Linked DNA regions of Triticum aestivum: region 2 is linked to region 1. A link is a contact called in public Hi-C data. All regions are on one chromosome and are shown on one strand. Each heading gives the region's core, a stretch centred on a gene start, on an enhancer-like site or on the middle of the called end of the contact. The rest is flanking DNA. Distances are from core to core; before and after follow the strand shown.

Region 1 (6,291 bases), core at 406-2,905:
AATGTCCAAATCTTCACTTATATGGTTGTATAGCTCAATCCATATTTATAAAACTAGTGGTTATTTGTCCTTTTCACCTCATGAAGATTCGAGTGGAACTCTTCTCAAGAATTTATAAGCTGCGAATGGTGCAAGATCTCAAGATGTTGAAGTTTCTTTCCTTTTTGCTTGCCTGTTATCTTGAGGGGTATCCAACCCATGGCATCCTTGTCAACCTTTCCTCCCTCGCACCATGGTCCTCACAATTCCTTCAAACAAAATCCTTGTAATCCAACTCAAAGATAACAGATGCGGACACAACAGGCAATGCGATTACCTGTCCCGCGTGGAAATCTAACCGTCCACTTGTATTAAGCCTGGTATAATCCAGCTGCTGTCTGGCCATGGCCATGCCTCGGCAAGCCATTCTGATTCGGTAAACGCAAAATCAACCATCCAATAGAAACTCTTTCACATCGGTTGCGATTATCAGAATGAGTGTGCTCATGGTTTCTTTAATTTTAAGGGCACTAGTATATGAATTAAGGCTTATAATACAGCGTAGTTCACCAACTCGAAAATAAAATGAAATACAGCGTACTACATTGTGTAGACAGTGTTTTTCTTTATATTATAGTAAAAAAATGTATACAGAAAAATAACCAAAAGAAATATCCCAATCCAATCCAATCCAACCAATGCTCCTACCAGGAATGATCGTGCACTGATATGACAGAGAAGCAACAGTGATCAGCCCAATTAGAAGATAGTGAAAAAGAACAGAAGAACTTTCCAACAGTTAAAAACTTTACAAGGGCGCGAGGAGCGTTGCCTCCTACTGTACTATGGAACCTGTCTCCTGCCATGGCTACTGCTGCTCTTGTCTATGCTCCTGAAGCTGCTTCTCCTGCTGCTGCCTCCTACCGCTGCTACTCTGCTTGTTGTTGTGCATCCAGACCTTGAGCGCCTGCCTCCGGACCCCGGCCTGCGCGCAGAAATGCCCCACCATCGCCTCGTCCTGCCGCTGCAGCCTCCACCCGACGCGCTCCGCGAACGCCAGCATCTGCTCCTTCTGCTCCCGCGTGAACGTCGTCCTGGAACGCTTCCGCGGTGCCGGCGACGGCCCACGACGCTCCTCGCTGGAGGACTCGGTCGTCGTGCCGGTGCCGCCGCTGGCCGCGAGGCCGTAGGGGAACGGCAAGCGCTGGTGCGGGTGCTTGCTCGCCGCCGGCGGGAGCAGCAATGGTGCGCGCGCGCTGGCAGCCAGCAGCGGCAAGTGGGCGCGCCTCGGCGAGGGGTCGCGGCGGTGGAAGCTGCGGTGGCAGCCGCAGGCCGCGCATGCGAGTGGGTCCTCGGGAGAGGCCGGCATGAACTCGCAGCATCCGTCCAGGACGTGCCCGCCGGCGGCCGCCGCGTGGTTACGGAGGCACTCGTGGTACTGCCGCCTCGCCTCCGCTTGCATGTTGTCTGCCGGCCCGTTTGCGGTGGCGCTGCGGTGAGGTGCCGCGGGCGGGGCGCCGTCGCCCACGTCGCTGCCGTCCCCGTCCTCCTCTCCCTGGAATTCCATTGCGCGTATAGAAATAGAGCGCGCGCGTGTGCTTGTGCTTGTCAAACTGCAGCACGCCAAGGCTGACGATTACGTCTTTGGTGGGGAATAGTGCGTACGTTGTGCTCGCGGTTGGGGTCATGTCTGGGATATTTCTGGGAACCGTCACGCTAGGTGGTCGGGCGCGTCTATATATCGCCCTCAGCCAGCCGGAGAAAGAGTCTGCATCTGCATTACACTGCTGATTTTCCTTTCGTTGGCGTTATATATTTGGTACGGTCTCGTCAGACTCGTCGGCTTTCTTTTTCTTACCATTTTTATTTGACATTTCGACTTCATCAGTTTATATATATTTTGAAAATTTAAAATATATTTAGGAAAATAATTTTTATTTTACTTATCTATAGAAACCGATCACAATGTATTTAAGAAAAATGATCATCATGTGTTTAAAACAATGTTCATCGTATATTTGAAAATCGTTCACCATATCTTTACAAAAATTCAACCTATGCCTTAAAAAAGTTCAACATATTATTGTCCTCCATGTATTTAGATAAATGGTCACCATATGTTAAGAAAAGATCACCGTGTATTTAAAAGAAATGTTCACCATGTATTTAAGAAATATTTCTGTGTATTTTACGACCATGCACGGGCATACCACCCATTTTTGACCGAAGAATCAACCATAACTTCTATGATTATTCACCGATTTTATCCATATTTGTTCCTACGAGTTCCCTAGAAACCAAGGGAGGTATTGGGCGAGGATTGGGCTCCTCTAGAATCTTTGGATCAAAGGGGAGAAGTCACATCCATAGAGAAGGCCCATGGAGCCCTTCTATCTATACACCTCCAACGCTAGTCGCCGGCATCCATCTCAAATCTATCTTCCATGAGTCGTCACACCTCCATTGTTGCAGCAAGACCATATCCACCATGGAGGAAGGACCAAGATAGGGAAGAAGGAAGGGGGAGGCTTCGCCAACACCCCGCAACGGCTGAAGGGCCGCTGCCATATCCACCGACGCTCCATGCCTTTCTCCTTCCCCAACTCAATGTTGGATTGTAACTTGTCTCTCCCCTCTATGTTAATCCCCCACATGTTTGACTAATTGTATCAGTTTTAATTAGCATGCTGACATTTTTTAGGATGGTACAAACAATTGAACTCAACGAGTCGCTCCCTTTTCCCCAACCCCGGCAAGCATCTAACGTCTCATCCACACCACAACCTCGCCCCCCCTTCTATCGCGGTTTACGACCTTGTCGTTAGCTAGAGTATTGGGAACCTGCTAGTTTCATTTAGTTCTAGTAGATCCTTATTTGACTTAGGTTTTTGTTCCCTAAAGGAATCAACGAGGCGTTGGCGTTGATGGCGCGTCAGAATAAGGTCTCTCCTGCCTCTCCCTACCTCGACGGCGTATGATCCGACACCAATGAAGGGCCTATAAGGGTAGGCGCTGCTAGTTTTGTTGTCCCTCTTTGGATCTTGGTGTTGGCGTGCAATCAAGGGAAGGAGTTAGCTCGATTTTGGCGTGATGACATCAATGTGATTGTCTAGCTTAATAGGGATGATAAACTACTCATATCAATAAATAATTTCTTCTTTTCCGGGAGCCAATTCAGAAAGAACTCCAAAGTTAAGCGTGCTCAGCTTGGAGCAATTTCAGTCCTAGTTGCGCATGAGTGAGCATAAAGTGCACATAAAAGACTAATATTGATTTATGGGTCCGGTCTAGATCCTGTCACGAGTAATGGCTAGTAACAGGCGGGTGTGTCCGAGGCGTTACAAGTTGGTATTAGAGACCGTATATGCCAAGAGGGAACGTTCCCATGGCCCGACATGGACGTCGGTTCCTTTGAGTGTGGGTGTATGTGATAGCCTGGTTTAATAGGATGATAGACTACTGATATCAATAAGGAATTCTTTCTTTTCCGGGAGCCAATTCGAAAAGAACTCCAAAGTTAAGCGTGCTCATCTTGGAGCAATTTCAGGATAGATGACCGACTGGAAAGTTGGTCCCAGGTGCGCATGAGTGAGGACAAAGTGCACAGAAAAGACTAGTATTGATCTGTGAGGCCAGTCTAGATCCGTCAGGTGCAACGGCCAGTAACTGACGAGTGTGTCCGGAGCGTTACAATCAACCTCTTCTTTTGACTTTTTGTGTGTGGCATGGTCTGTTTTCTCCAACTCTCTTGACATGTGGTGAAGGATTGCAAGTTTGGATTACGCGAGGTGATGCCTCAGTCGATGTTTTTTATGTTTCTTCGTTGGTTACCAGATCTCATTTTTAGCGGCAAGTACCTTTTTTTAACCTTCAAAGCCCTGTTTGACGAGGTCGTTTGCACGTGTCAATTTCCTTTATTGTCGGTTTATTGCAATTTTCAAGCTCTGACCATCGGCATACAACGGAATTAATAAGATGACCAATGTGGTTTTTGTTGTAATTTTATATCTTATCGTTCTGTATCTTGTGGTTGGTTAATTGTACTAGCTATGTTTATCTTGGTAAACATAAGATGTTAGATACCGTTTGGGTGTCTTAAAAGAACAACTTAACTTAGATACATAATTTAGTGGCCATGGTTATGCTCCTTTAAACTCAACTATAAATCATGCTTCTTTTAGTAATGAATCTTTTAACTCTCTAGAACGTATGGTCTCGTACTCTCTATGCCATAAACTAATGCACTTAGGGCATCTCTAACCGATCTCTTATTTTAACTACTTATATGCTCCTTTAAACTCAACTCATTATAGTTTGAGAAGTTAAATGATGATCGGACCTAACCGAACCCTCAAATTTAAGTCCTCAAATGAACTGACCCCACATGAAAGTCTCTCTTCATCTTCTTCCTTTAGACGCGCCCAGCCGGAGAAGCACCTTAGCCGCGCACACCTCTACCATGTCGCCCAACCCTGGTCCCGCCGCCTCGCCACCACGGCGTCGGCGAGGAGTTTTCATGAAATAGTGCGCGCGCGTGTGTGTGAGCGGGGTTACTTGTCGTGCATGGTGTGCGTGCACAATGGGTTAGAAGGCCTTGGCATGCAGTATTGCAGGCGTTGTAGGACACCACTGAGGCTCTAGGAACGCCGCCCGATGATGCGCTAGAAGGCCTCGGCATGTTCAAGAATTGGCTATGAAGGACCACGACGACGGAGGAGGCCATAGAGGTGAGCACACACAACCACCAGCGTATGCATAACCGCACAAGCATGATTTCACGAAATTTCTGGCCTCGGCGTGATTCCGGCTCCGACAAGGATCGCCAGAGTTGCGGGGCGTAGGAGATTCCATTTTCTCGGTGTAAAACATATGATTTGGGAAACTGCTCGACACCCTAAATGGGGTGTGGCTATCTCATTATATAGAGGTATCAAAGGGTACAATTCAAGGTGTATACAAAGTCTACGTATATAAAGTCTAACACCCTCCCTCAATCTTAACTATGGCATGAAGTACAAAACAAGTTAAGATTGCGCCTACAGCCTACAAACTGTGGTTGTGGAAGAGGCTTCGTGAAGATGTCAGCAAGTTGATCTTTTGATGAGATGAACTTGATACAGAGTAGCTTCTGTGCAACGCGTTCCCGAACAAAGTGATAGTAAACCTCGATGTGTTTCGTCCGAGCATGGAACATCGGATTAGAAGAAAAATACGTAGCGCCGATATTATCACACCAAAGAACTGGAGGATGACTTGGAGAGACTCTCAACTCTCTCAATAAGGACTGTACCCATATGATCTCAGCAGTCGCATCAACAACTGCCTTATACTCAGCTTCAGTACTGCTGCGAGACACCGTAGCTTGCTTGCGAGCATTCCAGGCGATCAAGTTAGGACCAAAGAACACTGCATATCCCTCCGTGGATCGCCTGTCATCAGGACTACCAACCCCATCCGCATCTGAAAAAGCTAAGAGCTCACAAGACGGTGCAGGCTGAAGAAGCAAACCATACGAGCCAGTGAAGCAGATATAACGCAGAATACGCTTCACAGCTGACCAATGAGATGTCCTGGGTGCATGGAGATACTGGCACACACGGTTGACTGCATAAGAGACATCAGGCCTAGTGATAGTGAGATATTGCAGACCACCAACGAGACTGCGGTACTCAATAGCGTCATCAGGTGAAAGAGGATCTCCGTCAAGGGCAGACAATCGATCAGTCACAGACATCAGAGTGATAGCATGTTTGCATTTCAGCATGCCAGCACGATGCAACAAGTCCAAAGAATACTTCTTCTGAGGTAGAGTTAACCCAGCAGAAGACTGTGAGACCTCCGGACCAAGAAAGTAGTGCAGAGCACCTAAATCCTTGACAGCAAAATCACCACTCAGTGCAGTCACAAGGCGATCAGCAGCAACATCTGAGGAACTGAGGAGGATGATATCATCAACATAAACCAGTAGATACATCGTAACCTCAGGACGCTGAAGGAGAAACAGTGACGTGTCAGCAGTGGAGGGAACAAACCCAAGATGTAGCGATCCAACCTCAAATAGTCGAATCTCTGTGCTTTAGTGTCATCCCTGGACCGGTAATGCTGACACACACAGTACTTGAAGGGTTTATAACAGAGTAGCAATCACACACTTATTACATTGAAAGTCTCAAAAGAGAACTTATTACAATAAATATGGCTTAAGGCCATCTAAATAAGATAACAACGGAAGGCTTGGAAGATAAAGTGAGTCCATCAACTCCACCGGCATAGCTGAGTGCACGACAAACGACCTAGCGCACCTTACTCTTC
Region 2 (5,872 bases), core at 1,352-3,851, 140 kb after region 1:
AAACCCTAACAAGATTAAAAAAAACGACTAAAAACGGAGCCCTCCCGCCGGCCCTTGCCAGGATCCACCGCGCCTCCATGGCCCTAGGGCCACCGGAGACGAGGCGGACCTGCGCCGGCGCCAGCGAGAGGCACAAACCCTAACTTTTTTTCTTGGAAGAGGAGGAGGAGGTGGAGGAGGAGCCCTGAGTATGTCGTTGCCTTGAGAATTAACCAGTGGACGTCAGACCCCGTGCCTGCCAGTAGTATTTGTCTTTCACCGAGCAGTTGCTGCTAAATGCCGATTTATCGTCAAACCAGCAGGTTGCCGCTAGCGATAAAAGTGCGTCCTGTGAGGCTTAGCCTGATGAGTGACCAGTCGAGTGTTTGTTACTGCATACTATAGTAACCACGTGTACTTGTCTCAAAAAAAAAATTAGTAACCACGTGTGCAGAGAGCAGTTGTGCCTTCCCATTGTCTGTCTGTATACGCTATATTAGATGAACCACAACGAAGTAATAATACTGATGTACAGCAGTGCTGTATCAATCAGATTATCAATGCTGCTGTTGTGACCAGGATACACTTGCGTGCGTATAAATCAAACACCTGCCGTATGCGGATGTATAAAGAAGAGAAGGTGGACAGGTGCCAGGACAATCTGAGCGTAGATTAGATTCTTGCAAATGGATTCTGCAGCGGTGCAATAAAAGAATAGGACGAGTGCAGAAATCAGTGAAGATTAGGCGCGAACGCGACAGTAAGGGAAACCAGACGTGTAGCCACATACTCCTCCTACGTGTTACGTGTTGGCGAACCTCCGGGACAGCACAGAACGCCTGGCGGCGGGTGCAGTGCAGTGCAGGGGGCGGTGATTGTTTCTGAGCAAGGGCATGTGGATTCAGGGCCTTTTTTATGGCCTCTGTCTGCCTTCACAAAATGTACCAGTTCACATCACGTACAAGTTAAGAGACGTGTAGGCTGTGGAGATTGATCGTCTCGGAGACGGAGATAGCGCTGAAAATGTGGGCATCGACCACCCATTGTCCTAGGGGAGAGGTCACGGCTGATCAAGTCACCGACCGAGCGGGGCAACCTATTTTGGAAGCCAACTAATAAGCAAGGATGCACGGCCATGAGCGGCAGGGCGGAGATGGATGGGTGGATGGATGAATGATTGGACAACGAAGGAGCACGGGAGAAGAGAATCGGTTGCGGCCCGGCCGATGCGCGGACAAACGCGCGGCCCTTCCGTTCCGCCCGTGACCGTTGCCCCCATGTGACCCGGGCATGTGCGCGCTCGTCTTCTACCGCGCCCTCTTGCCCTGTGTCGCGCGGCTGTTCATGGCCACACGTTGATTCGATGGGCTTCGTTCCCACAGCTTAACCTTCACGTACACAGCTCAAAACCGTTGCCACGATCCCACGACCACGAGCACGGTGTACGTATGCTTCAGGAACGGACTAGCCTCCGCCTCGGCTAGATGCTAGCTCGTCCCGTCAATGATCGATCACATGTCTGCCTTTGGTTTTGGCAACCGATCGAAAAGTGGGCACATACGCATAACTGCACTGCGTGCACAGCAATGGCATGGCAGAGACGCATCAATCTTCCAGAGGTTAAAAACAAAAGAGCAGGGATCTGGCATGGCACCTCTATAGATTAAACGTAGGGACAACTATGTCTATCATTCAACACGGGGGCAAACCCGCCGAGGATGCCGGGTAAAGCACATTCATAGCCATCTGGCTAAACTGACTAAATTCTGCAAAGCAAGTGAGCTGTTAGGTTTGCCTGAGATGACTATTTTTTACTTGTTTCCCTCGTTGTTTCTTAGAGCTGTAAACAGAGCAAAAAATATTTTGCTTCAGCGAGATGCCTGTGAGCGTTAGTAATTCCGTACTTTAGTAAGAGCAACTCTAGCCGAGTCCTCATATTGGGCCGATCTGCATAATAACCTTCGATATGACGATTTTGTCTGAAAAAATCACTTTAGCAGTCAATTGAGAGCTTGGGGGAAAAAGATGCCCTATTGACGAGTAGGTCCCACGATGTGAAAACAACCAATATGAAAACTATGAGTTTGCACATCACCTTGGTATCTCCATAATGCATATGGATTTTTGGATTAGCTGCCAAACTGGACATACTCGCGCTCTAATTGCACGTGATCTCTTGGACCACAGGGAAGCATATATATAAAGGACAACGTCCGTTTTGTTTCCCCACAAAATCTGGTGCCGAAATTACTCCTCCCCGCTCGTGAATAAATTTTATGCTTCATTCCTGTTTCAGTAAATCGGTGTCAAAGAAGATGCGGAGCAAACGGTATAGATGAGATTATAGCAGAGAGAGATTACTGAAATGTCATAATAGATGCGGTTCACCACCGACAAGTCCTCACTGAATAACCGCCGTAAACAAATCGCCAAGCATACATGATCATGGCGAGGAGCATAAGCAACAAGAAGACATCACTTACCCATTCCCTGTGCAGCTACAAGACCCTTGCATGCACGTGAGTTGTGGCCCCATTTCCCGCATTCATTTTCATCTAATCTTTTGAGAGGGAGGCGCAAACATGGCCGCCCTGAACCTGAAGCTTTTTATTTAAAGAGAAGCCTCTGTCTTTCCCTCCTCACAAGCAATCCACACCTCTTGTGTATGCTGTCTATTTATCTACTCCCCAAGCACGTACAAACACTCTCCACACAGCTAGCCAACAGGTACAGACACAAGGATGAAGCTCAGAGTAAAAGGCTTCGGCCTCCTGCTTCTCCTTGTCTTGCTTGCTCTGTGCTCCACCATTGATGTCTGCGACGCGAGGAGAGGCAAGCATTGGAGGCCAAGGAGCTCACCGAGCTCCTCTCTGCTCAAGAAGAAAGGGAAGGCAAAGAAGGGGAGCTCCCACCGGCAGCACGGGGGCAACCGGCGAAGCCCGCCACCAGGCCCCCCTGGTGTTGGCAAAGGACACCAGACGCCATACCAACCAAGCCCCAATGTACCTGTAAGTCCGAGCCCGAGCCCGAAGCCGAGCCCTGACAAAGGCAATGGACATTCAAGTCCACAGCTTCCATCTCCAAGCTGTGGAAAGGGCAGACAGCCGCCGCCGCAGCGACCACCTGCGGCCTCGGCCTCACCGGGTGCGGTGTTTAACGTGGTTGATTTCGGAGCCAAGGGTGATGGAGTTTCAGACGATACAAAGGTCGGTCAATATCACTGCACCTCAAATTGCTGTTCGCTAACTTGTGTAGCATCATGCATTCCCGGACACAGAAATTCTCACTGCCAATTCCATTTTGCATTGCACATTTCCTTTTGTAATCCATATCAGGCATGTCATGCATGACCGCTCCGTGTTGATCAGTCCAGGAAAACAGGTACCACTAGGCATGGGCTTTCTAAGATTAGAATTTCAGTATTTGTATATTTGGAGTGGCACTTCAGGTAGTGTGAAGATTTGGATTTTTGCCGGACATATGATCCGATGTACATTTCATTGAGTCCTGTGATCCATCATCATCGACTACCCTCGCATGATTTCCAGTGCAAAGCCGCAGGAAATTGTCACTAGTGACAGACCTTTCTGTAGTCAGTATTTGCATGATTGCCTGTGCTTACTGGAAATTTTATTGGTTTATTTTTGGATTGTTCTGTTCTTCACATGTACACACTTCAAGCTGGTACGGCTTTTCTTTTATTTTTCCCTTTTTGAGGAATCCACTCAGGTACTGTTCTTTTATTTCTCTTGGTGAACAAAGTGGGGCATCCACTCAGGGTTCACAAGAAAATATCGATATTTTTTTTCAAATTATTTTTGCACGCAAGAAACATATCGATGGCAAAAATTGGATGAACCAACAGTACCTTTTTTAGTGTTAGTTCTCAAAAACCAGTTCTTTAAATTTTATTTTAAAAATTAAAAAGGTGGAAATGTTTTATGTAGAGGCATACTTGAAATCCAAAAATGCATACCAGAAAAAAGATTCAATGGTAGTTAAACTCATGGAAATTGGGAGATGAATTGCAAGTTTCCAAAAAATAAGCTTCCACCAACATTGAACAGTGTATTTGGGCTTCTTTTCAGCCAAAAGAAATCCTCATTTTTTGGGTACGGTTTTGGATAGTTTTCATTTCGACAAAACCATAGGGGCACAGTGGAACTATATACTATGATTAGCTTAAGGATCTGAGCTCTACAAGTGTGTTTTGTCGCTGGGTTCATTTTATGGAACAAGAGTCTAGTCTTTTGAGAACAAATCTCTAATAAATTAGTGTGCATGCAGGCTTTTCAAGCCGCGTGGGCTGCTGTGTGCAAGCTGGGAGCATCTACAGTTCTTGTACCATCAGAACTAGAGTTCCTTGTTGGGCCAATCTCGTTTTCTGGGCCTAACTGCAAACCAAACATTCTTTTCCAGGTAATTCTGCACCCCCCCCCCCCCCACCCCCACCCCAAAAAAGAAAGGTAATTCTGCACCTAATGCCAAATATATACCTGAAAAAGCTTTCCCCATTACCTGCATTGAACAGCACGACTCCTTATTCTAGAGAAGCACTAGATTTTTACAACACCTGCAAGCCCACCTTATTCTAGAGATAAAAGTTTGTATGTTAGTATAGATACGCCATCCTATGTAGTATGTACTCTTATATATGCAGGGGAAATGATTTCTTGATGTTATGAGCATGTAAAAGATTCCAATGCTATATTTGATATGTCAAAATAATTCAAATGAAACGACAATTTCATGTGTACAAAGAGAAACAAACTCCAATCTGGCAAAGGTGAAACACAAAAACATAACGGGGTTAAATGATGTGCTAATTTTGTAGTTGGAAGGAACGATCTTAGCCCCAACAAATGCTAAAGCATGGGGTTCTGGCTTGCTTCAATGGCTTGAATTCACCAAACTAAGTGGATTATCAATTCAAGGCAGTGGCACCATAAATGGTAGGGGGCAACAGTGGTGGACCTACTCAGACCCAAATGACGATGAGGATGACGACAAGGTAAGACCCGACCATTTAGTACTAAATCACTCAATTCAAAAGTTGGTTTATTAATCACTAACCTTGGATACAATCCAGCAGTACAATGAGGAGCTTGAGAGGATGCCACGGGTTAAACCTACGGTAAGATCACTATCTTAGTGCACATTCAGTACTGTATACCAAAACAAACATCTGGCAGTTTTGATTCCATACTCTGATGCAGGCATTGAGGCTCTATGGTTCTTCAAATGTCGTAGTGGCTGGCATCACAATTGTCAACAGCTCACAGTGCCATCTCAAGTTTGACAACTGTCAAGGGGTGCTGGTCCACGACCTGACAATATCCTCCCCTGAGAACAGTCTCAACACCGACGGAATACACCTGCAGAACTCCAAAGATGTCAGCATTCATCATACCAACTTGGCTTGCGGTAATTCCTCTTTATGACTAACTTCAAGAAGAATTTTATTTTACCAATCTAGCATGCATTCATATTATGTTCAGCAATTTTGTTTTGCCAACACGTGTCCACGTGAAACATATCTTCAACCAGAATTTGAGAACACAAGACAATTTATATATTCCAACAAACTACTCCCTCCGTCCACAATGTAAGACGTTTTTGCAAGCTATATTAGCTTGAAAAAACGTCTTACATTATGGGACGGAGGGAGTATAATATAAGGCATATGATCAACTGAAAGCATGTCCCTCTGTTCTGCAAGCTCTGCAGTGCAACGGGCAGTTCCAGACTACACTGGAAAAGGGCGACGAATCGTATCGAAGCATCTTTTGCAGTTACACAAAAGTAGTAAAATGAGTATATAGCACAGATCACATGGCATCTTTTGTCTTGTTCCATGCAGGTGACGATTGCATCTCCATCCAGACAGGATGTA

Evidence for each region. Hi-C and Micro-C count contacts between places; a contact is called where the count stands out from the background.
Region 2: a contact with region 1 is called in a Hi-C map of leaf, with 5 times the contacts expected there. The contact joins the promoter of LOC123070193 here to the promoter of LOC123065461 in region 1. A contact is called at or near these places in 4 of 5 Hi-C or Micro-C datasets (leaf, root and an unstated tissue) and 1 of 1 datasets of contacts at active chromatin or transcription factors (leaf).

What each region holds. Positions count from the first base shown.
Region 1 is chr3B:429,341,569-429,347,859 of IWGSC CS RefSeq v2.1, forward strand. LOC123065461 (zinc-finger homeodomain protein 5) reads right to left here and starts at 1,656. Exons shown (of 1, transcript XM_044488733.1): 1 at 590-1,656. The coding sequence starts at 1,546. The coding sequence ends at 848.
Region 2 is chr3B:429,479,011-429,484,882 of IWGSC CS RefSeq v2.1, forward strand. LOC123070193 (polygalacturonase At1g48100) reads left to right here and starts at 2,602. Exons shown (of 7, transcript XM_044493262.1): 1 at 2,602-3,185; 2 at 4,267-4,398; 3 at 4,814-4,990; 4 at 5,069-5,113; 5 at 5,196-5,403; 6 at 5,840-5,872. The coding sequence starts at 2,721. LOC123070195 (a long non-coding RNA gene) reads right to left here and starts at 5,100. Exons shown (of 3, transcript XR_006433527.1): 1 at 5,053-5,100; 2 at 4,498-4,570; 3 at 1-2,266.